Regions from separate parts of the Mus musculus genome. Here regions 1, 2 and 4 are each linked to region 3. The links are chromatin contacts, called in public Micro-C and promoter capture Hi-C maps. All regions are on one chromosome and are shown on one strand. The core of a region is the stretch at or near the end of the contact, and the rest is flanking DNA. Distances in the headings are between cores, read along the strand shown.

Evidence for each region. A called contact is a pair of places that touch in the nucleus more often than the background predicts. Capture Hi-C pulls out chosen DNA fragments and counts their contacts.
Region 1: a contact with region 3 is called in a Micro-C map of embryonic stem cells, with 2.6 times the contacts expected there. The contact joins the promoter of Tulp3 here to the promoter of Tspan9 in region 3. A contact is called at or near these places in 1 of 39 promoter capture datasets (cranial neural crest), 4 of 484 Hi-C or Micro-C datasets (embryonic stem cells, palatal mesenchyme and uterus), 3 of 115 datasets of contacts at active chromatin or transcription factors (embryonic stem cells, extraembryonic endoderm stem cells and pancreatic cancer cells) and 1 of 9 other capture datasets (liver).
Region 2: a Micro-C map of palatal mesenchyme shows a contact between it and region 3, with 1.9 times the contacts expected there. The contact joins the promoter of Itfg2 here to the promoter of Tspan9 in region 3. A contact is called at or near these places in 1 of 39 promoter capture datasets (cranial neural crest), 1 of 15 datasets of contacts at CTCF or cohesin (the NIH/3T3 cell line), 2 of 484 Hi-C or Micro-C datasets (cerebellum and palatal mesenchyme), 3 of 115 datasets of contacts at active chromatin or transcription factors (bone marrow-derived dendritic cells, memory CD8 T cells and pancreatic cancer cells) and 1 of 9 other capture datasets (embryonic stem cells).
Region 4: a contact with region 3 is called in a promoter capture Hi-C map of pancreatic islet. The contact joins the promoter of Tex52 here to the promoter of Tspan9 in region 3. A contact is called at or near these places in 3 of 484 Hi-C or Micro-C datasets (embryonic stem cells and palatal mesenchyme), 3 of 115 datasets of contacts at active chromatin or transcription factors (embryonic stem cells, extraembryonic endoderm stem cells and pancreatic cancer cells) and 1 of 9 other capture datasets (pancreatic islet).

What each region holds. Positions count from the first base shown.
Region 1 is chr6:128,354,569-128,357,537 of GRCm38.p6, reverse strand. Tulp3 (tubby-like protein 3) reads left to right here and starts at 1,687. Exons shown (of 11, transcript NM_011657.2): 1 at 1,687-1,800. The coding sequence starts at 1,760. It overlaps Rhno1 (RAD9-HUS1-RAD1 interacting nuclear orphan 1), which reads left to right. Exons shown (of 3, transcript NM_001326585.1): 3 at 1-538.
Region 2 is chr6:128,423,567-128,426,266 of GRCm38.p6, reverse strand. Itfg2 (integrin alpha FG-GAP repeat containing 2) reads left to right here and starts at 1,357. Exons shown (of 12, transcript NM_133927.1): 1 at 1,357-1,549. The coding sequence starts at 1,454.
Region 3 is chr6:128,033,323-128,036,319 of GRCm38.p6, reverse strand. Tspan9 (tetraspanin 9) reads left to right here and starts at 1,258. Exons shown (of 7, transcript NM_001379136.1): 1 at 1,258-2,154. The coding sequence starts at 1,819.
Region 4 is chr6:128,374,065-128,377,055 of GRCm38.p6, reverse strand. It overlaps Tex52 (testis expressed 52), which reads right to left and starts at 1,546. Exons shown (of 3, transcript NM_027697.1): 1 at 1,457-1,546. The coding sequence starts at 1,537. Foxm1 (forkhead box M1) reads right to left here. Exons shown (of 8, transcript NM_008021.4): 8 at 1,170-2,991.

The DNA of each region.
Region 1 (2,969 bases), core at 438-2,937, 320 kb before region 3:
AGTCGGAGTTCGGTTTCTAGGGTTCCGCCTCGCACCAGGAACCGTTGAATTTAGTGTCATGAACTGTTGGTATTTTTCTCACATTAACTGTTTAGACCTCTGACGTTTCTTGTACTGTTCACAGCGTTTGTAAATAAATGGCTGCCGAGTTTTTAGAGAACCCAGCCGTTGTCAGTAATGCAGCCTCGTGCCCATCTATAAAAGGTCTATGCTTATTAGTCTTCTGCCTCGAACTAATTCATCTCACGCTGTTGGTACCGAGTGTGAGGCTCAGCGACTGGAGAAAATCAAGAGAGAGCTCTGGTTTTTAATGGTTGACAGCCTTGGCTCAAAGGGTCCCAAGCCAGGCCTGTGTTGGTGAATACGATGGGGTCAGAGAGCTAGGGGACGGATGAGTACTTTAGGTTTGTGTTTTGAGATGTGTTTACAGTGGAAGAAATATGACGCTATCACATGTGGTGGAGAAATGGATTCCTATCAGTAACTTATCCTATGTGTACATAAAGTGGAAGCTCACACTCTAGTGTGGGTAGTGTGGATGTGCCTGTCTCAGTGGTCCTCTTACTCATTCAAATAGCATCTCTTTCAACCCTACTCATTTAGCACTAGCCCTTTCTAGACCAAGCAGAGCTTATGAGTGAAGATTTGTAGCACACACACACACACACACACAAAGGAGCAATCCAGAGTCCCACAGGGAGAGGGGCTAAGTGAGTGCAATGCTTTCCTAGCCTATGTGTGCAGGTATCATATTCCCTAGTTTTCAAAAATTAATTTCTGGGACCTGGAGAGGTGGCTCAGCAGTTATGAGCCCTGGATGCCCGGAGGCGCGAGTTCTATTCCCAGCACCCACATGGTGACTCACAACCATCTGTAACTCCAGTTCCGGGGTATCTGACAGCCTTGGGCACCAGGGATGCATATGATATGCAGACATACACATAGGTGAAACATACACATAATAGCCTAGGGCACGATGGCACATGCCTTTAATTCTAGCACTAGGGTGACAGAGGCAGTAGGATCTCAGAGTTCCAGACCAACCGAGGATAGTATAGTGAAATCCTGTCTCAAAATAAATACATTATTTTTTAAGTGAATTTTTGGATTCAACATCAGTGTGACTTTGGCCTTACTAATTAAGTTTATATGCTATAGTTCTGGTCATAAAGTCCTATAGGGACCAAAGCCACAAAGGCATTGATGGCTGGAGGCATGATTTACTGCAGAGAGGACAGCTTAGCTGCTACCCTCACTAAATAAGGACATTTGCTGAAGGTCCCCAGGTAGGGATCCCTCAGTCGGGCTTTGGGCAAAGGCTGGTTTGGGAGGCTGAAGGCCTCGGCTATCCCAGAGTCGGTGGTCAGATGCTGAGGCTTCAGGTGATAAAGAGTAGAAAACCCAAGGCAGCAGCCTGGATGTTCTCGGTGCCACAGAGGGGTGCTGGGGATCGCTCTGTGGGGGCCAGTCCCGGAGCGGTGGAATGGAGCAGCAGACTCTTCCGACCCAACCCCGGGGGGCTGCTCCCGGATCTAGCGCACGCGCCTTCGCCTCCCGGTGCCTCCCGCCCCCTGGAAACCCTCCAGCATCATGGCTAACGCCATTTGCCAGTGAGAGGGGAGCGTAGGGCACTGGACCAATGGGCGTCGGCGACAGTGCGGGGTGTGGTTGTCAGGGGCGGGGCCCGATCTCCTCCATCCTCTCCAGCCGGGCGGCGGCGTCTCGGGGTCTGGACGCTGATGCCACCGGTCGGGCGGGTATGGAGGCGGCGCGCTGCGCACCCGGACCCCGCGGGGACAGGTCAGGCGGCGGTGGGGCGGGCTGGGGTCTCCAGGGTGGGCGGGCAAGAGCGGAGGCCAAGATCGGGTCCCCAGCTGAGCAGGCGCTTTGCACACCCCGCGTCGCCAGAGCGCTCTCGCGTCTCTTTCCTGGAATTTACCCCGAACCTGCTCACCCTACTCCCCAAGGGCCTCCGATTCCCTCATTTGCAATGCGCTGTGCATCCCGTGCCGCCAGCACTCTTGAGCCGCTCCCCTGGAGTTTACCCTGGACCAGCTCGCCCTGCTCCCCTGGGGTCTCGATTCCCTTACTTGCAATGCGTTCGCCCTCCCCCATGTCTTTCACGAGTAGGATCAGAACTGAGCTGGAAGGAGGGCACTCTTGGGAGTCGACGCGGAAGGTCGCGAGTGATGGTTAATTGGTTCCAAGGCCGTTGCATTTGGCAGTCATTGCGGAATTCTGGAACGAGTCCGAGAGCTGAAAATGCAAAACTGTTCTTTTCTTCTTTCTTCCTTCCCCTGAGTTCTAGCAGTTCTTTCAATCAGGACTTAGTTTAGACTGATCCGTACTCTTGCTCGTGCCCCTGGCTTTTCTACCAATACCCCTCTTTTTGCCTGGTTCACATGGTGAGCTTGGAAAGACAAACGGGCTGCAATCTCAGCCTGTTCATTTCTTGTCAGCTAGGCTAACGAAAAGTTAATGGGGGGCCGTGTGAAATCACTGGCTCAAAACTTTGGCATGGTGTGAGGATTAAAATCAAACACGCCAACTACATTCTTCCTTTACCATTCCATTACCACAGCGATAAAGGCTTGGCGTGTTAGGATTTGGTCTGACGTTTAAACTGGTTTTTAACTGATCCGAAACCATATTTTACAAAGTTATAAAGACGGAATAGCGACCCCCCCACCCCCCGTGGGTCCCATCCAGACTAGGCTTCCCTGAAACTTAATAATAAGTTAATAAGGAGGACTTTGAACATTTGCCCCCTACCTCTGCCTCCCAAGGCGTCACCTGTTTTAATCTTTCATCAACTAAATTCTATAAACATGATAGCTGCTCTCTGAAATTTGTTTACAACTTCTCCATTTTGGGAACCGAAGATCCATTTACAAGGGTAAGGTCGGGGTAGGAAAGTTAGAATTCAGCGTGTATCCGGTTGAAATCAAATGATATCGCGTTCAGTTGAG
Region 2 (2,700 bases), core at 108-2,607, 390 kb before region 3:
AGATGAGAAGCCAAATGTAGATTAGCTTGCACATGTAAAACTAAAGGGTTTTCCTCCTTAAGAGAGTCTCAGTGTGTTTCAGGCTGGCCTCAGACTGCATGTGATTGACAATAATCCTGAACTGCTGCCTCTGCGTCCCTAGCGCCAGGACTACAGGAATTTCTATCGAGTGTCTTTTGTTTTTATTGACTTTTTGTTGGAGATGGGGTCTCATGTAACCAAAGCTGACATAGAATTACACAGCCAAGGCTGATACTGATCTCTTGATCCTCCTGCCTCTGCCTCCCAGGTGCTAGAATTACAGGCGAGCACTACCACATGTAGTTTAACTAACACTCCTGTTGCCTTGATCACATCTCAGAAGAAAGGCAGAACCTGGTTTATCAGGGAAAGTATCCCAAGCAGCCCCAGTCATGAGAATAATGGCCCCACCTAAACTAGAGTAAGGCCACTAGAAACAGGTCTCTTTGTGCTGGGGTGGGGCTACATCATGCCTCGGGTCCAGAATCCCAGCAGCCTTCACTTCCATGGGAACTGCAATAGTGACAAAAGAGCTCTAACATTTTACATCAGACATCTTGGTTTGAATCTCACGTCTACCACTTTCTGCAAAGTTACTCAATCTTGATGAACATGGTTTCCTCACCTGAAGAAACAATAAAGCTTACATAATTTTGCTGATTAAATAATACATGTAAGGTGTGCTTTGCAATAGGTATTTTTCAAACTGCTGCCCATAAAGTACACAGCATAATTTTTTCATTATAATCCAGGGTATATATATATATATATATATATCCCCAAAACAAGGCTTTAACAAAATAACACGATTTACTACTTAGATCTTTTTCTCTTTGTCTGTTTTCATATTTTTAAAATCTTTGTGGTGGCTCTCCTGCTACATGTGTATGTGTGCATCACCTAGGTGCCTGGGAAGCCAGAAGAGGTTGTCTGGCGTCGGACTTCTTAGAACTGGAATTACAGATGGATGGGTGCGAGCACCATGTCGGGGCTAGGAATCTTCCCAGGGTCCTCTACAAGAGCAAGCAGCCAGTGCTCTTAATTGCTGAGCTCTATTTTTGGCCCCTTAAGTTTTGTTTTTGTTTTTTTTTTAACGTGGGTTGTAATCCACTACATTGCGTTGACAACTCCATTAGGGAATTTCATAAAAATTGTTGGAAAACAAAGCTGTTAATTATGACGGCTATTACTATGACCCGAGGGATGGTCTGAATCCCCCTCAGAGAAAAAGGTCAAGCCCCAGGTATCAAGTCAGCTCCTGGCACGGAAGGCCCGCCTCCTCCCCTAAGGTTAGGGGAAGAAAGCCGGAACTCAAGGCTTAAGCGGTGACGTAGACTTCCGGTTCGGTGGCCTGACACGCGTGCACGGCTGTCCTGAGGGCTCGGGGGTCGTTTTGGTGCAGTGGCCCGGCACCTCAGCCCTCCAGAGTGCCATGAGGTCGGTTAGTTATGTGCAGCGCGTGGCGCTGGATTTCAGCGGGAGTCTCTTCCCGCACGCCATCTGCCTCGGAGACGTGGATAACGACGCGGTGAGTGCATGCGCACTGCAAACCACTGCATTTGGGCGGAGCGAGATGGGGGTGGTGGGAACGACACGATGGCGTGTTGTGCGCTTGCGCACTGGAGTCAACATGGCGTGCGGAACAGAAAATTTTGATTGACAGTATCGCTCTGAGACCGTCACTGCAGGAGGCTTAGTTGGGCCAGAGCCTCTAGTAGTTATTTTTTGTTTTAGCTTTAAAATTTATGTGTAGAGTGTTTTGCTTGCATGTGTGTCTGTGTACCGTGTGTGAGCAGTGCCCGTAAAAGCCAGAAGAGGAACGCTGGGTCCCCTAGAACTGGCGTTAGAGACATTTGTGAGCTGCCACTGCTGGGGATTAAACCCCATTCCTCTGGAAGAGCTAATGTCCTATCGCTGAGTCATCACTCCAGCCATATTTTATTTTTTTATCATTAATTTTAAGAAGACAGGTTGTTGGTTCTCTTGCACAGTTCAGTGATTGTCAGGATAGGAGGTTGTAAAAGCCTGTTTCCCGCGTTATTTCCTTTCGTAGCCGCAATTCCCTTGCAAAACATCTTTACATTTCAAAGCCCATTTTTTAACCTGTAAATTGCATTTAATAATATCCCTCTACCTATAGCTTTCCCTCCCCCCCCCCCCATTCCCCATGCTACCATGCTTGCCCACACTCTTGGCTGCTATTGCCACACTGTTGTATTGCTCCTACACTGGAATTAACCGGTAGATATCTCTGCTGCCTCCAACCTACCGCAGATACCCCATAATCAGTGTGGACCATGCGAGGCTTCTACTGTGCCTACCCAGAATTGACTCAGGTGTCTGGCGACTTTGTAGTGTTACCTCTTCGTTGAAATACAAAAGCAATTTCTACCTACTTTTTTTCTTTCCTAGGCAGTTGATGCTTTTCTCGTCATTTAAATAAATAAATGCACATTAAGCAGGTAGAACGATGACAGGCACACAGTTAAGGCTCTGGAACTGTTAGTGTTAACAGTATTAGCAGCCCCACCCCACCCCCGCCGCCAGGCCTACCATAGGAAATATTAAAAAAAAAAAAAAATGGGACTGTACCTAGTATGTTCAGATTTCTTTCTTTCTTTCTTTCTTTCTTTTTTTTTTTTTTTTTTTTTTTGGTTTTTTCGAGACAGGGTTTCTCTG
Region 3 (2,997 bases), core at 9-2,508:
GTGCCTCCAGTAACTTCCTGTCCTAACTAGATTTTGTGCTGCCCAAAGGGCAGGCAGTAGTACTATGGTGTTTCCTCAAGGGCTCCCCCTTGGGGCTCAGGATAGAGGGTTGGGGGTTGCAGAGTAGACTCCATCTAGCCGTCCCTATGGAGTACCTTCCAGAGGCTGAGCTCCTTGTTAGCTGCTGGGAGCCTGGTAAAACTTAGCTCCCACACTGACTCACTGCACAAAGGAGAGACTCAGTGTCTAACCCCCGCACCCCCACCCCACTCAGTCTTCTAGTTTTTATCATTTGCAAACCGTGGTGGCCCCAGGTCAGCAATGCAGACTTCTGCATATAAGCCCAGAGGAGGCTGTCTTCATTGCAGCGCTTCACAAGAGGATGAAGGGCTGTTTTTGGATGTTCCTCTGGCAGGCACATACCTCCTGTCTTTTCTCTGACCTCGGCTCCGAGAGGACTCGGGTGTGACCAAAAAAGCATTGCTACCTTGCTCTTCTGCTGGCAAAAAGCAGTGCCCCACTTGAGCCGCCTGCCCCTTGCAGCCCGCCGTCCCACTCGGGAACGCGGAGGCGGGGGCTTGCGCAGCTGCAGGAGTCTCTCGGAGCCGCGCGTGCGTGTGCGCGTGGAGGGGGCAGGGAGGGCGGCGCGCCCCGCGGAGGCCTGAGGGCGCTTTCCTACACCTTGCGTCTCTGCTGCGGCCCCTCTACCAGTGCGCAGTAGCCATTCTCACGTGTGCAAAAGCGTGGTGTGTGTGTGTGTGTGTGTGTGTGTGTGTGTGTGTGTGTGTGTGTGTGTGTGTGTGTGTGTGTGTGTAAAGGTACTGCTTGGGACCATGTGCCCCAGGCTAGACAGGCCCGACGTTCCTAGGGGGCGGAGGCCAGCCTAGTAGTGGCCACCGTTTCTTTCCCTTCCAGCCTTTCCCCCCAGACCTATCCTCTGGCTTCCTAGGGTTCTTGGTGTCTCCAGTTCTCCCCCTCCTCTAGTCGCGGCCCTTGCTGGGGCAAGAAACCAGTGCTTTCCCATGGAGGTGTTAGTTCATTCCTAGCCACTGAGCGAGCCCTTGACATTTAGAAGGGTTCTGGGCACACTAGTTTAGGCACACAAGCAGACCGCTAATCCTATTAAAGATATTGTGTCATTGGGGAGGGGGGTAGCTCCCCTACCGGAGCCAGGCAGACCTTGAGCCCATTGGTCGGATGCAAAGCAGGGGGCGGGGCCCAGAGCCCGGGGAAGGGGCTCTAGGCGATTTCAGAGTCGAGAGTCAGGGCTGGAATTTCGCAGGGCAAGCCCAGCGGTTGCAGCTGCAGCGGATCCGAGGCTCTCTGCCCGCGGCGCACCCGGGCAGCCCAGGGCCGGCAGCGGCTCCGCAAAGTCGCGGAGCAAGGGAGGCCGAGCGCCCGCAAAGTGGTGGGGCTCCGGGTTGGAAGAGGCGTGCCTGCGGAGCTTGGATCCCAGCGCCCTTTCGCCTCGAGTGCTGCGTCCGGTCGGTGGTGCAGCCGCCCGGGAAAGAGCAGTCAAATTGCAGCCTCCCTAAAGAAGCCTAGTTACGCAGGCGAGCCGGCTCCCCAAGCGTGCTTATAACAGTGCCGCAGAGCCCTCCCGGGCCAGCGGGCTAAGGCTGGGAGCGGGGCGCCGTCCCAGAGGCAGTGAACCCCCGGCAGTTGGTTGCTCCGCTATTGCTCGCGGGTGCAGAGAGGGGGCGTGCGAAGCTCCAACAGCCAGCTTGCTCAGAACCCGTGCCCGACCGGGGTGCCCCCTCCGTCCCACTCTGGGAGCAATGCCCCCCGCCCCTCGTGCCCCCCGGGAACGAGGCGAGCATGGAGAAGTCGAGTAGCGAGGATTCTTCGATCCACCGGAGTCCATCTTTGGACAGCAAGGACTCGGACTTTGCCAAGCCGTCCACCTCTGGCCGCCCGTTCGGCCGCGGCTTCACGGCTGGCGCCTTCTACGGCACCGCGGGTTCGCGGGGTCAGAGCCGCACGGAGGCCGGCATTAAGACTGACAAGTACAATGCACCCAAAGGCAGCAAGTACGTGGTGTTTTACCTGGACCTGTCCTTTGTGTTCCTCCTAGAATTTAAGAAGTGCAACATGGCCAGGGGCTGTCTCTGCTGCTTGAAGTACACGATGTTCCTCTTCAATTTGATATTCTGGGTAAGTCCTTACTGTTGAGTCTTCCGTTGCTCCTTCTCCTTGCTTTCCACCCTAGGAATATCTTCTACTTCCTCCTCGCTCTACCTTATCTGCCCAAAGGTAAGTGCTTTTAAAAATTGAAGGCACCCTCCCACTCCCTGCATCTTTCTGTTCCCTTTTCCCTCTTCTCCATGGCTGAATGGAGGCTTCAACTTGTCAGTCTTCCAGGAGAGACACGTTCTGCTCCCAGGAAGCTGGAAAGTTTGCCACTGCTTCCTTCTCCCAAAAAAAAGGCACACTGAAGTACCTGCACCAGGGAACCTGCATCATGGGTGTGGGTCAGACGGCACAGCTGTGCCCCTGGGTTGGTGGGGGGCCGTGAGGATGGTTTCTGAGTTTCTTCTATTGCTCCTGGAGGCAGGAGGCCAGTCTGTAGCATTGTGGGGGTGGGGTGGGGGTGTGGAGGTCACAGTCCCCTGCTCATTTACATGGTTCCCAGGAAGAGGAGGAAGCAGCCATACACGATGAGGGACAGGCTGCTGCTTTTGAGGGATTGCTGTGGGCTGGGCAGCCAGCACTTGGCCAGGCCACTCTTTCCCAGGCTCCAGGAGCCTCCAGGATGAGCAAAAAGGACAAAGGGAGATGATTTTTCTAGAGAAAGTGTCAATGGATGGGCTGGCTTGGGAATATCGTCTGTCTCATGTGTGACGCTGGTGACTGTGTGCACAAGTACTTACGAGTTACACAAACTGGATGAAAACTTAATTCATCTCTGCTTCTTTCGTCCTCACTACTGCCTGCCTCCGTCTTTCTTCACCAGAGCTCAGACTACTCAGCACAGATGTTTGGCTCATCCCCAGGCTC
Region 4 (2,991 bases), core at 297-2,796, 340 kb before region 3:
TCCACACTCTTCTTCCATGTGCTGCCTCACAGGTCTAGAGCAGCAGGGCCAAATGACCACACACAGGAGCCCAGGTGACCCTGTCTTCTTTTGAGTTACCACGAGTATCTTGTCACAGCAGTAGAAAACTGACAAGTCCCTATGTCACATGTGGAAAGACTCTGCTGCAGTAAGGAATTCACACAAGGTCTCAACTGAGTAGAGTTCGGGTTTAAGCTGTGTTCAAACTCAGTGTACTTAGCTATATGAAACACGGCGAAGAGCTTGTTCATAGTCAGCCCAGGACAGAAATGTCCCTCCCTCTCAGCCTCTCTAGGGCGTTCCTCACTCCAATACCCCCACCAGTTTCTTCGGTACCATCCCCAAGTCTTACTTCTTAAAATCAGAAACCCTAGTGCGTGTGTAAACACACACATGTCATAGCATGCATGTGGAGGCCCGAGGACAGCTTGTAGGAGCCTGTTCTTCCACCGTGTGCATTCTAGAGCTGGAACTCAGGCTGTCAGGTGCAGCAACTGATCTCAGCACCCGAGTCGGCTCAGTGGCCGCCTGCATGTTTGTTCTCTCTCTCCTTCCTCCCGGTTTTGTGAGGCGAGGTCTCACATGTACCCCTGTGGAGCAGGCTGGAGAATGCTAAAATGAAAGGCATGCCACGCTGGACCGAATTCCCTAAGTCTTCTACAAGAGGAGAGGTCTGTGAGCTAACACAAACATGCCTAGTCTATCCCAGGCATGACAGTAAGTGCTTGTAACTCCAGTTAGGAGGCAGCACTCCACAGGGTTGGCAATAACCTGGTCCAGCTGTGCATTTCAACCAGCGCTATATAGGGAGGCTCTGTCTCAAAATTAAACAAACAAAACCAAAACTGGTCATACTGGCACAGATTTATACTGCCAGCCCTTGAGAAGGTTGAGACAGAGATACTGCAGGCTGATAGTATCAAGCTAGCCCGAGCTACATAACAAGACTGCCTCAACAAAACGAAAAGCCCTAAAATCTGAAAATGTATCACAAATGCTAAAAAAATATCCACCCACCCACCCTGGGCAAAGGCATGGCGTCTCAAAGTGGAAAATTCCACATTTGACCTTTGTGATGAGCCTCAGTCAAATCATAGACATCCTAAAAATGCTGCATGCATTAAATCACCTCCAGGCTGTGTACGAGGTACATATGAAACAAAGGAATTTTATATTAAGTTTGGGGTCCTTGCCCAACATAGTTTGACATACATACACATACTCCAAAATCCAAAAGTAAATCCCAAAGCTAAGCACATTTCTGATCCCAAGTCCTTTAGATAAGGCCTCTTCAACCTGTTGCCCAGGCTTCTCCTTTCTGTTCTGAGCTCCAACTTAGGGTACCACAGGATGAAAGCAGAAACTGGCTTATGTACCAGAGACTACTGCTCAGGACAACCTGAAAGGCTGGCTGCGTTGTTGGGCCCCACTCTACCTTCAGGAAAGGCTCCCTGGTACGAGATACTTGGCTCAGGCTTGACTTTTGGAGGGATGTTTTCTTCGGGATGTTGGCCATTCTTCCTCTGAGCCACAGAGCCAGGAGAGGCGGCTTTGGAGGAAAGCCCTTTCTGGTACCATTGTTTGCTGCTAGGGTTGCTATGGTGATGCTTCCTGACTGGTGCTGCTGGGAGGAGGCCCTTGCCTGTCCTGGGAGGCTCCTCAGTCCCTGATGCTTTTCGCTGTCAGTTCTGGTTACAAACTTGGTAACAGGAGCTGCTGAGCGAGAGCCTTGCCTGGGAAGGCTCAGGAGCAGGAAGGGGGCTGGCTCCTGGGCTTGGAGCTGGGATAGAGGTGGTAATGAGACACCTACAACAGTTTCGGCTTTCAGGCCTGAATACTGAATGGAATGGGAGGGAATTGGAGGACTATAACTGCTGTTGTTACCAAGGGATCAACAAGGACCTAAGTCAGAGTCTGGTCCCATGGAACAAGGTCTGGGGTGGCAAGGAAGAGGTGGGCAGGGCAGGGAACAGTGGGAACTGGACTCTGTTGGCAGGATCTCATGTAGCATAGAGGGCTGATCCTCCAGCCTCTACCTCTCAAAGGCTGAGATTATAGATATGAATCATCGCAACAGACAAAGCTGGCAACCTCAGAGTCCAAGAAGGGTGCGGGAGAGAGCATCTGTGGAAGGCCCATGCAGCAGGGGCAGGCCTTGCCCATCACCCCCAGGCTCCACCTCTCGCTCAATTCCAAGACCAGTGCCACGGGCTTTATTTAGTAGGTAGTTACAGTAGTGTTGTTCTGTAGCTTGTAGAGTGGGGTCTAGGGTGGTTTTTTGCAAAGCTCAGGAGCAAGCTAAGGAAGCCAGGCAAGTGAGGGGTCACTTTCTCCTTCTCAGGCCTCAGCCTGAGATCTCAGTGGTAGACTCCCTGGCATGATTGGGAACACTATCAGAGAAACACCTAATAGGACTCCTGTGAGTACCCATGCTTTTGCTTCAGGCACACCCATCTCCCTACACCCGAATCCAATAGGCTTTCACAGCAGGATTTCTTCATGCAGTACCACTGACTTGGAGACTTGGGGAGCTGCGAGGAAAGGGCAGTAAGCAGGATCCTGGCACGGCAACCTGTATCTCTAGAAGCCTATAGCAGAACCCACAGTGTGGAGAGACTGCACTGCAGGTCCTTCCCCCAGAGGCCACAAGCAGAAGCAAAGTGCAACCCCGTCCCTCTCCCCATCCTGGCCATCTCTGGATAATGAGCTAAGGAAATACGCTTACATTTATAGTTACAGGACAACTTGGGGAGCTGACACCATTTATAAGGGTTACCCTGCCAGGAGCACCGAGTGACTAATGGGCACTTCCTGGTCCTCATGGCTCGTCACACCCACTTCACTTGCCAGCAGGGAGTGGAGGACTCGGACTCTGGGGGATCCTACTGCTTGCATAGGTCCTGGTGTGGCTTAGATGCGGCTATCATCTTGACATAATTAGGTCAAAGGGCACAGCTCAGCCCTTGCCTG